Linked DNA regions of Sus scrofa: all the other regions are linked to region 1. The links are chromatin contacts, called in public Hi-C and HiChIP or PLAC-seq maps. All regions are on one chromosome and are shown on one strand. Each heading gives the region's core, a stretch centred on a gene start, on an enhancer-like site or on the middle of the called end of the contact. The rest is flanking DNA. Distances are from core to core; before and after follow the strand shown. Region 1 holds the start of LOC100157711 (sodium/potassium-transporting ATPase subunit alpha-4). Region 2 holds the start of PEX19 (peroxisomal biogenesis factor 19). Region 3 holds the start of DCAF8 (DDB1 and CUL4 associated factor 8). Region 4 overlaps DCAF8 (DDB1 and CUL4 associated factor 8).

Region 1 (3,196 bases), core at 243-2,742:
GTAACTTCAACGGTAGGAATTTCAGCCATTATGGTAAAGCAGGAAGAATTATTTCAAGCAAAGGACCTTAGGGGGCCCTTCATTTCCAGCACATGAGGGTCTTGCATCCTGTGTATGTGAAGTTCCCCTTCTGACTCAGGGGCCTTGCTGGTGGGAAGCACAGAGGCCCAGTAGTCATGGCCTATACCACCCAGCAGGGGGCAGACTGGCTCCAGCCAGCCAAGCAGGGAGGGAGCTCCAGGCAGAGCAGTTTCTCAAGCTCCACAAGGCTGACTTTTGGGCAGCGCTATTCTTTGAGGGAGGAGGAAAAGGGGGCCTGCCTGTGAGTTGCAGGCTGTTTGGCAGCATTCCTGCTCTCTCTCCACTAGGTGCCAGTAGCAACCCCTCCCACCACAGTTGCGACAAAAACCAAAAATGCGTCCAGACGTTGCCAACTGTCTCCTGGGGGGCAAATTGAGAACCACTGGGTTAGAGGATGAGGGAATATAGGATTCTAGCAGAAGGGGAGCCACTCTTCCTGGGGATCGAGAAGTGTCACTACTGAGGACAAGAGAAGAAACCTAAAGGCAACAGAGATATTCAGATGAAGAGTAAGGGGGACTTTCTTGGCAGTGAAGGCAGTTAGGCAATAAAACTGGGTCTCTCCAGAGAACTGTGAAATCTCTCCAGAGATTTTTCAGAATGGGAGCCCCTCATCTGTGTAAGTGAAATATAAAGAGAATAGAACATAAAAACCTCTCAGAGGACCTTGAGTTTCCACCTTGTTTCATTGCTCTTTAGTTAAAGTGTAGTTGATTTACAATATTGAGCCAATTTCTGTTGTACGGCAAAGCGCCCAGTCATACCCAGTCATATATATATACTTTTTCTAATATTATCTTCTTTTTTTTTTTTTTTTTTCTTTTGGTCTTTTTAGGGCCACACCCACAGCATATGGAAGTGCCCAGGCTAAGGGCTGAATGGGAGCTGTAGCCTCTGGCCACAGCCACAGCCACAGCCATGCCAGACAGATCCAAGCCATGTCTGCAACCTACACCACAGCTCACAGCCACGCCAGATCCTTAACCCACAAAGCGAGGCCAGAGATCGAACCTGCATCCTCACTGATACTAGTCAGATTCATTTCTGCTGAGCCATCACGGGAACTCCTCTAATATTCTCATAGTCTATCCCAAGAGATTGGATATGGTTTCCTGTGCTGTAGGCAGGACCTCATTGCTTATCCATTCTAAATGTAATAGTTTGCATCTACTAACCCCAAACTCCCCGTCCATCCCTCCCCCTGCCCCCCCCCCCGCCCCTGGGCAACCACATGTCTGTTCTCCACGTCTATGAGTCTGATTCTGTTTTGTAGAGAGGTTCATTTGCGTCCACCTTGTTTTTGACCATTGACAGTTTTCTCTTCATAGGAACCAAACCCCACAGCCTTCCCAATTCAGACTATCCCCTTCGTCACCCACAGGAACCGCCCGGGGCCTCGTGATCGCTACAGGGGATGCCACCGTGATGGGCCGCATCGCCTCACTGACATCAGGCCTGAAGGTGGGCCAGACCCCCATTGCTGCTGAGATCGAACACTTCATCCATCTGATCACAGCCGTGGCAGTCTTCCTCGGTGTCACTTTCTTTGGGCTCTCACTCATCTTGGGCTACACCTGGCTGGAGGCTGTCATTTTTCTTATTGGCATCATTGTGGCAAATGTGCCTGAGGGGCTGCTGGCCACCGTCACGGTGAGTAGCCGGGGTGGAGGGTGGCCCCAGAGCAGACCAACTACCTCACGGAAATGAAACCGCTAGTACCTCCCTTGTGGTTGAACCTCTCAAGTGCAGAATACTCCAACACCATGCATGGGGTGGGGGGCAAACCCCTTAGCTCCCAAAGGACTGTGACTGCCTCAACCCCTTTCCTCCTTAATGAGAAAAGAAGTGAGTTACAATGCAGAAAGTGTTAGATTATAAATCACAGGAGCGAGTTCCGGTCCAGAGTGTACTGGTTGGTGAACCTGGACAATTCTCTTCACTCCAGGCCTCTGTTTATTCATCTGTTTATAGAGAAAGATGAATTTAGAAGTATGGACTCTCGGAGTTCCCGTCGTGGCTCAGTGGTTAACAAATCCGACTAGGAACCATGAGGTTTCAGGTTTGATCCTTGGCCTTGCTCAGTGGGTTAAGGATCCGGCATTGCCGTGAGCTGTGCTGTAGACTCGGCTTGGATCTGGTGTTGCTGTGGCTGTGGTATAGGCCGGCAGCTACAACTCCGATTAGACCCTTAGCCTGGGAACCTCCATGTCCCGTGGGTGCAGCCCTAGAAAAGGCAAACACACACACACACACACACAAAGTATGGACTCTTACTGGAAAGGACTTCAAAGCCCATTAAATTCATACTTTCAAGGAGTTCCTGTTGTGGCTCAGCGGTAACAAACCCAACTAGCATCCGAGATGATGCAGGTTTGATTCCTGGCCTCACTCAGTGGGTTAAGGATCCAGTGTTGCCATGAGCTGTGGTGTAGGTCGCAGATGTGCCTCAGATCTGGTGTTGCTGTGGCTGTGGTGTAGGCCAGCAGCTGCAGCTCCAATTTGACCCCTAACCTGGGACCTTCCATATGCTGACGGTGCGGCCATAAAAAGAAAAAAAAAAAAAAGAAAAGAAAAAGAAAAAAACAAACTCCACTTCTCAACATGGGGAATATCCTTGTACAAAATCTGCAGCAGGCAATGATGATTTCCAGTAGTGGGAAGTCCGCCCCTTTTTGTGTCATCTCATTTCATTGTTAGATTGCTCTAGTTAGAGTTCATTATGTTGAGCAGACATATGATTCCCCATTTGGTCCCAGTTTTCCCATCTGAAGAAACACAAGATGAGTCACTTCTGTCTCTTCCATAACCACCCTTTGGATTTTTTACAGTAGTCATTACATCCCTCAAACTCTCCAGGTGGGAGGTCAAACGGTGCCTTCTCCCTTAACCCTGCTTCCTGTGACTTGATCTTCAGACCCCTGTCTTGCTGATCACCTGTTTGGGGGATTGCTCTCCTTTACCAAATCCTCTTAAAATGGAAATGAGAGCAATACTCCGGGTGTGGTTGGACCAATACAAAGACATCAGGACTTGGTATCATGTAAATAAGTAGTAACTCCTTCATTAGAATTCTGAACATCAGAATTCCCATTGTGGCACAGTGGAAGCAAATCCC
Region 2 (3,196 bases), core at 337-2,836, 120 kb after region 1:
GGTTTGGTCTTATCGAAATCATCAAGAGCACCTTCAGAGACAAGAAACATGGGGTGTTTTGGGGATGGATGAGGATGAAAGGTTGGGAGTTTCTGGGCAAAACATTAAGAGTACAAACTGTCAACTTTCCTAAAATTTTCTCCTTTAAAAGTCTCCCAGCCCACCCCTCAATAAGCCTCCCACTTCCCTACCTATTGTCTAATTTAATGTGATAAAGGGGAAGACATCCCTCAAGGTGGAACAAGCATCTCTCTTGGAGTTAGGAGAAGAGTTAAAAGATTTGCAGAGACACCTCCACCGACACAGTGCCTTCTCTGCCATACTTTAATGATTCCCTAGAAATCCCATGCAAATATCCAAGGGAGGCAGAGACCAGATGTCCTTAACCCTCTGAACTCACTCTGGAGCCCTCAAGGGAGTAATCTTGGGCAAGAGAGCAGAAGCCACAAGATGTTTCACCTAGCTTCGCATAGGTCCTTGTACAAGCTGAGAGACTCCATATTACACACCATTGGAGGGCACTGAATTCTCTTCTTTTATCTTTCAATTTAGCTCTCCCTCTCCAAAGCTCCTAGAGCTCCCTTTGGCCTCATCTCTGCCTACACCCGTGTCTGCCAATTCACACAGTCGCCTGGCACTTCTCACCGTTTCTGTTCGTCTTTCCACCTGCTCACATCTCTGTGACTCAGCAAGAGACAAAAAATATTCACCTCTTCCCTGAAAAGCCTGTGTCCTCACCATCACCCTGCTTGCCAGGCCTAGGGGTAGGGCACTGGCCCCACTCTGGGCAAGAAACCAAAAGAGGAGTGGTGGATGGGGCTAAGGAAGAAAAGTTCCGCCACCCACTTTCGAGAGGGTGAACTGCCTTCCCCTGAGGCAGTCTCACTCTGGTTCTCAAATTAAAGAGATAGGAATGGGTTTGAGCTCTGAAATGATGAAAAAATTGGAAAGGAGCCTGGTGCGAAAAAGGTCTGGGAAAAGGAAAAGACGTGTCTTTTGTGTTAAGGAGGACAGGATACTGCACATAAAGGCACGCTTCGGGCTTGCTAAGAGTTAATGGAGGCAATCCCATGGGTGTCCAGTTCTCTGCCCACCGAGCACCGAATGTGGTTGCTGGCGGGAAGAAAGTTAGGCTTCCAAGAACTTACTAAAGTAGGGGGAGTTTGGAGCGGGATCCCGAAACATCGTCCTCTGGACTAGTTTCCCTTCCGGCAAGGAGATCAACCGTCTAGGCCGCACAGGGACGCAAATGCGATCCTCAGCCTCCGCCAAGGAGGAAGGAGAGGGTGACCTAGAGATTTTCTAGGGGGTCGCAGTCAGACCCTCCGCCCCCGCCCAACCTCTGAAGAGCCTCTCCCGCTCCGCCTCCTTTATCTCGGATTCACTTGGCCCCCTGAATGCGTCCTCACACCTCCCGCCCTTCAGGCCTTTTCTATTACGGGTTCTTACTTTCCAGAAGCTCTTCCAATTCCCGGTCCGCTTCAGCCCCAACACCACCACCCTCCCCAGCGGCGGCCATCTTGCCACCTCCGACTTGCCGTAGGAGGCGGGACTGCGCGGCGCCGTGCGCCCCCCAGTTCCTGCCCCCCTGCCTCGTGCAACCAATGATATTGTTGGCCCGAGGGGCCGCCATTTTTAAAGGTACAGGAACCTTTGTTTTTGTTTGGGGTTCCCCTCTCCCCGCCTCTTTCTCCGGGAACACTGAACCAACAGAGGGGAATTTACTGTTATCTTCTGTCAGGGTTTTTACTGGCCCGGCCTCCTTTCTTTCAACTGCCCACATTACCTACAGAATTGGGCCTTTCATTATTTTTTTGAGCTGCGGGTAGGTCGACTGGGACAAATTGCGTGCAAACTAAAAGCTATGCATGTATAATCAGTAAGACAGTTATGGCACAGCCAATATGCTATTTTCCTCTCACTTTCTTCAGTATGTTACTGAAATGCCACCTTCTCGGAAATGCCTTCTTTGGCCTCATTAAATAAAATTGCAACCCCTCCCATACACTTACAGATGCTTCCTCTCTACTTCGCCTCTTTTTTTCAACACTTAACCACTATCTGACATATTACATATTTTACTGATTTATCTTTATTGTCTCTCCCCCAGGCTCCTTGGAATTAAAGCACCATGACAGAAAGGATTTCATCTCTTGTCTTCACTGCTGTAACCCCGGCTCCTTGGCTAGGGCCCAAAACTTAGTGGGCACTCATTGGCTGCTCTTTGCTCTCCAAGGCTCTAGTGAGGCATGCTTCTCTGCAGAATCTAGTGGATAGCTCTCATTTTGTATTCTCCATTAGAAATGTCACAAGAACTTAGAACCCAATGTTAGTTGAACCAGGGAGTAAGTGACTCTCGGACCTTGGACTTAAGTGAAGAGGGCAACTGGAATGCAGTAGTAATAAACCTGCCTTCTTTGACCTATTGTCTTTTCTCTTCACAGGACTCAACCCAATGAAGTTGGGGGATGCTCAGATAAAAGACAACTCCAGACTTCCCTTCCCTCCTCTGGAATTGTTCTATTCAGATTTGTCAGAATGCATCAACTGCCTCAGGAAAACCTATTTTAGCACTTACAAGGCATCTACTCTTGTTTAAGATCCTGTGCTAGGAGTTCCCTGGTGGTCTAGTGGTTAAAGATTTGGTGTTGTCACTGCTGTGACTCCGGTTCAATCCCTGGCCTGGGAATTTATGCATGCTGCGGGTGTAGCAAAAATATTTTTTTTTTTGTCTTTTTGTCTTTTCTAGGGCTGCACCCGCAGCATATGGAGGTTCCCAGGCTAGGGGTCTAATCAGAGCTGTAGCCGCCAGCCTACGCCAGAGCCACAGCAACGTGGGTGGGATCCGAGCCACATCTGTGACCTACACCACGGCTCATGGCAACGCCGGATCCTTGACCCACTGAGTGAGGCCAGGAATTGAACCCTCAACCTCATGGTTCCTAATTGGATTCGTTAATCACTGAGCCACGACGGGGAACTCCAAAAAAAATAAAAAACATTTTAAAAAATCCTGCGCTGGGCATAGTGGAGGATGGAGAGATAAGTCAAGCTGCACTCTTGCAGTAAAGCAGTTGACTGGGGATTAGGCTGGTGGTAGGATTAGACATACACAGTAAGTATGGTGCAAGGTTAAGTGTCTTAAAAGAAGTAAGGATAAAGTACCATAAAGTTTAAAAGGGAGAAGTCACATCTA
Region 3 (3,196 bases), core at 506-3,005, 100 kb after region 1:
CCTGAAAAGCTGGAATTCTGAGGTGGACTGAACTTAAGCACCACTCCCTAACTTTTAGTTAAAGGCAGCTAAACAGTCTCCTCTAAACAGAAAGAAATGACAACCCAAAGCCCTGAAAGGGAAAAAGACTTGATTGACAAAAGGCTAAGCAGAACTCCAGTAAACTAATGCCCAGCTTTTAATAGTGTAAGAAACATGATCTGCACAAAGGCAACACAAAGCAAACGAATGAAGAGGGAGACACATTCATTTCTATGCTTAACTGGAGTCATTTGAAGATATACAGCAATAGTTTAGGACTTCAAGTCAAGAGGCCCAGAGCCAATTAAACTTGTAAACGTAATTTAACCAGAGCTGGAACAAAGCCAAGAACAATACCCTAACTCCTTGGGAAATTGTGGTAGGAATTTTATAATTTTAGTGGTCAGCACTTGGGCACCAGGGTAGGGTCTGTCTTGGACTGAGGAATTTAAATGCCTTCAACTCCTACTCACCTTTCCTCCTTTATCACTGAAGTAGGGCCAGGCTGAGCTCCTGAGAAAATAGGCCTGTAGATTCACTGAAGGACTAAGAAAAGTTAAAGTTTAAATGGCAAGGGTGCCTCTTCAACTAAACATAATAAAAACATATTTATGAATACATGTTAGTACTTTTTTAGACCTCCTCAGGACTATTTAGAAGCACGGTAATTTATGACTACTGAACAAGTAACTTACGTAGTTACAGAAATTAAATGAACCAGGCAAGTAATCTCCCAGCTCCACTAAAACGTAAGTCATTTAAAAGGAAAACCTGAATCTTTTCAACGCCAACCCATAACCAAACCTCTCAACAAGCCACAGAGCAGGGGGAAATCCCGGAGAGAACGTGATAGCGCTAGTGCCGGTTTGTTTACAGAGACTCCAGCAACAATCATATGAGTCAGAAATTCAAGCCACTAGATGCTTTCCAACTAACAGGGACCAAATGGGACCGTTCTACGGTGCCCTGAAAGATTTAGGGGTGAAGGGAATTACATTACAAGGGTACAGGAACAGACGGCAACAACTGACTCCAGGGTTCTTGGACCTCGGCCTTCCGTACAAGGTGCTGGGCCCGAGAACTCGGGATGGGGGAGGGGGCACACAGCGCGGTGGCCCTGAGATGACGGGGAAGCGCAGGGCAAGCCGCGTCCCCCAATCTAAAGGGGAAAAGCGCACACAAATGGGTCACCCGACAAGGCAAGACGTCCCCGTGGATTGCGGGGCATGCTCCTGGGGGCAGCCGTGGGGCTGACCTGCGAAAAGGACAGCCACTCCTCCCGGCGGTGACTCGGGTCAGAAGGAGCAGACCTGAGCCCTGGGAGCTCGAGAAAGCAGTCAAACCTATCTTAAAGGGGAACGGGGCAAGGGGGAGGGGGCCAGGCCAAGCCGGAACGAGACACGGACCGGGTAGGTCAAAGGGGGGGGGTGTCCGGCTGGGGCAGTTACAAGCACGGGAGCCGGCGAGACTCTGCAGCCCGCTTCCCGTCTTGGGTCATCCTTCTGCCAGCGGCTGCTCCGACTGTTCCAGGCCCAGCCGCCCCGTCCACTGCCGCCACCAACGCCGCCGCCATCTTACACTGGCCAGCGGCCGCCACCACCACCGCCTCCGCTCTCTGCGCTTGCGCCTGCGCTGCCACGCTTTCCGGCCCCGTTTGCGACGATGTGCTGGAGAAGACTGAGGGAAAAGTGGTCGCGCGAGCTCTCGGCTCCCAACCCTCCACCGAGGACGCATAGGGGGCGGGCCTAAGCCCAACGGAAAACGGAGCGGGCGGCGCGTGCGCATTACTGAGAAGGCGAAGTTGTTTTTGTACTGTTTGGAAGACTTCACGATCCTCGTGATACTTAAATAGAGTTAAAGGCCTTTCAGAGTTGTGGTTTAAATCAACTTCATTTCTGACGGGTTTGCAGGCAAACTCCTGGGCGACCTTCATGTTTGCCCTGTTTCTGAACAAGCAGTTTTCTCCAGATTTCTTCTGAAAACTCCATTTCCTTTGAGGATCTTAAGTGCTTGCTTTACCCTCGAGACCCATTTACCGCCCCCCCCCGCCCCGCCCCGAGCTTCCATTTACCCATTTTTAAAGAAGGGATTTAGAAGCTTGAGGTGCAGCTAAGCTATTCAAGAAGCTCTTTGAAGGGGGGTAGTGTGTCGAAGGTTCCAAAGACTGGGACAGATGATGTACCCTCTGCTTGTCTGACATCTGAAGGAAGCATGCAGGAGGCCCCTGAAAAAGTTACTCCCAGTTGCCGGGCCAGGGGCGTTTTGCCCAGAAGGCTAGGGTGTGAGGCCCCTGGTAACCTCCTCTACCGCTAACCATCCTATTATGTCATTATATATTACTTAGACTATTGCAAGAGATGCCTAGCTGGTTTGTCCACTTCCATCATTGCCCTACTAGTTAAATAAAGGACCCAGAGTGACCTTTTAAAACGTAAGCCAGGTCATAGTATTATGCTCAAAACCTCCGAAAGCTTCTCATTGTACATTAAAAATCTAAATGATCAAGAGGTTTTCCGAGGAAGGCCCTACACGACATGGCACTTATTTCTCCGATTTCATTTCCTCCCATACTACCTAGCTCTGCTCTAGCCTTACTGGTCTTCTTCTTGTCACTACAACCAAAGCATGGACAGCCTGAGGGCTTTTGTACTTGTTCCCTCTTCTTGGAATGTTCATCTACGGTATTTTTTACTAGACTCATTCTGTCCATTTAATTACATCTCTACCCAAAGGCTACTTCCTCAATCAGCTTTTAACTATTCCAACTAAAATGGTATCCTGCACTACCATCCTTCTCTGTCCTCTAACTCTGTACTTTTTCATAATTTTTTTACCATAACATTTAATCTATTATTACATTTTTATGGGAGATTTTTTTTTTTTTGGACCATATCTGTGGCATATGGAGGTGCCCAAGCTGGGGTCGATTCAGAGCTTTAGCTGCCAACCATAGCCATAGCCACAGCAATGAGGGATCCAAGCTGTGTCTGCGACCTACACTACAGCTCACTGCAAGGCCAGATCTCTGACCCACTGAGCAAGGCCAGGGATCAAAGCCGAACCCTTATGGATACTAGTCAGATTTGTTTCCGTAGCACCACAGCAGGAACTCTGATAAGTATGTATTTGTAATCTAACTGTACTATTAGAATATAAGCTCTATAAGGGCAGGGAC
Region 4 (3,196 bases), core at 287-2,786, 81 kb after region 1:
GAAAGAGATATAATTTTCCTATAAGTCTCAGATTCATGTAAAAATGAGCTGTGATATGATAAAGTTCTATTATAGCTACTGATATTTTTGCTCAAGATTTATCATTTCATTTTTATGTTTTTATACATAATTGAACTGAAAACCACACAGGAGCCTATCTCTAAGCTGCCAGTAATGTGCTTCTTGTGGGGAAGCTGAGTGTCACCTAAGTGAATGGAGAGTGGAAGAACATCCAGTTATTAGAGCCCACACATAAGAAGATAACTGAACCCTTCCTTCATTAGAAGTGAAGATACGCTGAATAGTATTTTACTATTGAGAACAGACAACAACAAAGAAGGAATTCCCCTAAACCTTAATCTGCTTATCATAATCACAAAAGAGGTATTCTTTTTTTTAAGGGCCATACCCACAGCACGTGGAAGTTCCCAGGGTAGGGGAACTGCAGCTGCCGGCCTAAGCCACAGCCACAGCCACAGCAACGCGGGACCCAAGACACGTCTGGGAACTACACCACAGCTCCTGGCAACACCAGATCCTTAACCCACTGAGCGAGGCCAGGGATCGAACCAGCATCCTCATGGTTTTTAGTTGGATTTGTTTCTGCTGAGCCACAGTCGAACTTCCACAAAAGAACTATTCTGATGAACTAGAGAGTTATTACCTAGGACACATGGAATATTTTCAAGGCCAAGAGATTCAATTCTGTAGAAAATACTAATGTTATACTTACGAAGCTGGCCGGTCTTGTCTAAGGTCAATGGTAAAGACAACTGCATCTTCACCTGCAGACAGGAACGTACAGGGAGAGTCTGGTTCCAGGGCCAACTGAAAGAGAAAAAAGGAACAGTTGGAGTTCCCATCATGGTGCAACAGCAATGAATCTGACTAGGAACCATGAGGTGGTGGGTTCGATTCCTGGCCTTGCTCAGTGGGTTAAGGATCGGTGTTGCCGTGACTGTGGTGTAGGCCACAGATGTGGCTTGGATCCAGCATTGCTGGCAGCTGGGAACCTCCATATGCCACAGATGTGGCCCTAAAAAGCAAAAAAAAAAAGTCTCAGCCAGAGAAATGCCTACCTCTTTTGTTGTAAAATCCCAGGAAAGAAGATAATTTAATAAATTAATTCTTACTCTGTATGTGAATTATTTACAGCTTGTTTATTTTATACAAGGCAAAAGGACAGATGATTTTCTCTTTTAACTAAGTCCCCAAGGGATATATAAAGAGTGATACCAAAAGAAAACAATGACATTAGGGCTCATTCTCAAAATCAATTCCATATACTAGGGATGGGGGAGAAATGGCACCCAACTTTTATTCCTCGCATCTTAGTTCGAAAAATTAGTTATCTACTGTGTTGGGGGTAGTCTCAAGAATCAAATAGGTAATTTTCATATTTCCTGAGCCATGTGGGCAAGAAAAGCATACTCCAGGTCCACCTATATAGTTGCTTAGGGTTGTAAACAGAGGGGATCATCCTCCTTCCATGGCGTGAAAGAAAACAGTGCCTACTTGGAGATAAGGCAGTTGCTGGCTCCTCACTGGCTGCCATGACTATTTGGCCTATATTCCTGCTCTAAATAGGCTTCCAGAAATAGTGCTGTTTATGCACTGAGAGTTGTGAGCAGAAAAGTTGAAGCTCTCACATATGAGAAGTCAACAGCTAGCACCTTGGAGCTGTTAAAATGTTCTAAATACAGAGTAAATTTTAAAGGCTTGGAAGGCATTGGAGACCTCAAGGATCTCCAAATCAACTATGGCTCAGCTTGGGAGTCAGGTATCATCAGGTGAATGCTCCATGTGCAAGATATAGACATCTCTCAAATACATGCCTTCTGAGAAGTTTAGGGTAGCTGCTTTTTCTCCCATCTTACCTACAAATCTTAGGACTGAAAGAAGTGAGGCAGGTGACCCCAACAAAGGGACACAATGTACAGATACTGACTGGAGGGCCTTGGCGGAGACTCACAGAGAAGCGGAACTGCACAATCTTCGCAGACAGGGCTTACTTACTTTGTGGGATGCTCCCTTGTGCTGTGCCACACGCTTCGTATTCTTGCAGCACTGTGTAGCAGACAACTCTGCTACCCGAACCTGCCCATCACGGGCACACATGGCCAGGGTAGAATCACCACTGTTAGGAAGGAACTTGGCCTGGGATATTAAGAATAAAAGAAAGTACAAGAGAAATAAAAGCACATTTGAGAGGGAAAAGTGTGATGACCACCCCAAATCTCCCCCTGTTGCTGCACGATAGCTGGAAACTTAAGACCTCCTACTCTTTTATAATTGGCTCAAGTCCAATTTCGTCCAAGGGATAAAGGAGAGGAAGAGAAAAAAACTTCTGATATAAGAAAGCACTTCTGTTGATTCCAAAAGGTTGAACTGGTACAGGGTAAGTGCTCAGGTAAACTAAGACTATACCTACTAGGAAAGAAAAGGAAAAAAAGAGAAAAATCTTCCTTGATTCAGAAAGTAAACAAATTTTCTACAAAGAAAAAGGAAACTAGAGGGGATACTGGAGAAGGAAAGAAACCATGCTTAGGGATAAATAGCTAGACTATATGATAGATGGGGCTGATAAGTAAAACCTCCAGAGAATAACAATGTCAACTAATATTTATCAAATGTTTGTTAAGTACCAGACATGGTTCTAACTGCTTAGCTTCTATTGTTATTTAATCCTCATAACCCTCTTTTTTTTTTTTTTTTAAATGGCCACACCAGAGGCATAGGGAAGCTCCTGGGCCAAAAACTGAATCCAAGTCACAGCTGCAGCAATGCTGGATCCTTTAACCCACTGCATCATGTCAGGGTCCAAATCCGGGCCTCTGCAGGGACCCAAACTACTGCAGTAGGACTCTTCACCCTCTGTGCCAGAGCAGGAACTCCATCACAACCCTCTGTGTTATTAGCCCCATATTATATAGTTAAAGAAACTGAAGACAGAGATTAAATAAATGTACCCAAGATCACACCTCTAGTAAGGAGTTGGGCCAAGATTTAAACTCAAGTAGTCTGGCTCAAAAACCTCTGCTCTTACACTATATCCCTCCTAAGCAGGGCATTTAGTAACTTCCTAACGATTTCCAAGCACCCTATTATAATGAGGCTTGCAATACTCTATGTGCTCAAGGAAATAAAAGGCTGCCATGGGTCTTTCAGTGTATTTAGTTCCTCTAACTCATTATGG

Evidence for each region. Hi-C and Micro-C count contacts between places; a contact is called where the count stands out from the background. HiChIP or PLAC-seq counts read pairs in DNA pulled down with a chosen protein or histone mark.
Region 2: a Hi-C map of subcutaneous adipose tissue shows a contact between it and region 1, with 1.7 times the contacts expected there. The contact joins the promoter of PEX19 here to the promoter of LOC100157711 in region 1. A contact is called at or near these places in 8 of 47 Hi-C or Micro-C datasets (embryonic fibroblasts, mesenteric adipose tissue, retroperitoneal adipose tissue and 2 more) and 2 of 2 datasets of contacts at active chromatin or transcription factors (alveolar macrophages and skeletal muscle).
Region 3: an H3K27ac HiChIP or PLAC-seq map of skeletal muscle shows a contact between it and region 1. The contact joins the promoter of DCAF8 here to the promoter of LOC100157711 in region 1. A contact is called at or near these places in 1 of 5 promoter capture datasets (fetal liver), 6 of 47 Hi-C or Micro-C datasets (embryonic fibroblasts, heart right ventricle, liver and 3 more) and 2 of 2 datasets of contacts at active chromatin or transcription factors (alveolar macrophages and skeletal muscle).
Region 4: a contact with region 1 is called in an H3K27ac HiChIP or PLAC-seq map of skeletal muscle. The contact joins the enhancer-like site here to the promoter of LOC100157711 in region 1. A contact is called at or near these places in 6 of 47 Hi-C or Micro-C datasets (embryonic fibroblasts, heart right ventricle, liver and 3 more) and 2 of 2 datasets of contacts at active chromatin or transcription factors (alveolar macrophages and skeletal muscle).

What each region holds. Positions count from the first base shown.
Region 1 is chr4:90,317,886-90,321,081 of Sscrofa11.1, reverse strand. LOC100157711 (sodium/potassium-transporting ATPase subunit alpha-4) reads left to right here and starts at 1,492. Exons shown (of 16, transcript XM_021089576.1): 1 at 1,492-1,731. The coding sequence starts at 1,507.
Region 2 is chr4:90,195,428-90,198,623 of Sscrofa11.1, reverse strand. PEX19 (peroxisomal biogenesis factor 19) reads right to left here and starts at 1,586. Exons shown (of 8, transcript XM_021089574.1): 1 at 1,450-1,586; 2 at 1-31. The coding sequence starts at 1,519.
Region 3 is chr4:90,213,477-90,216,672 of Sscrofa11.1, reverse strand. DCAF8 (DDB1 and CUL4 associated factor 8) reads right to left here and starts at 1,755. Exons shown (of 13, transcript NM_001244434.1): 1 at 1,600-1,755.
Region 4 is chr4:90,236,526-90,239,721 of Sscrofa11.1, reverse strand. DCAF8 (DDB1 and CUL4 associated factor 8) reads right to left here. Exons shown (of 13, transcript NM_001244434.1): 4 at 2,017-2,157; 5 at 734-828. Among named protein-coding and RNA genes, the nearest start is that of DCAF8, 23 kb to the right of the region's middle. Within about 2 kb of position 1,536, at least 1 of the 83 cell types and tissues checked has an H3K27ac peak or open chromatin away from gene starts, as enhancers often do. A contact at or near this core is called in skeletal muscle, where this site is marked.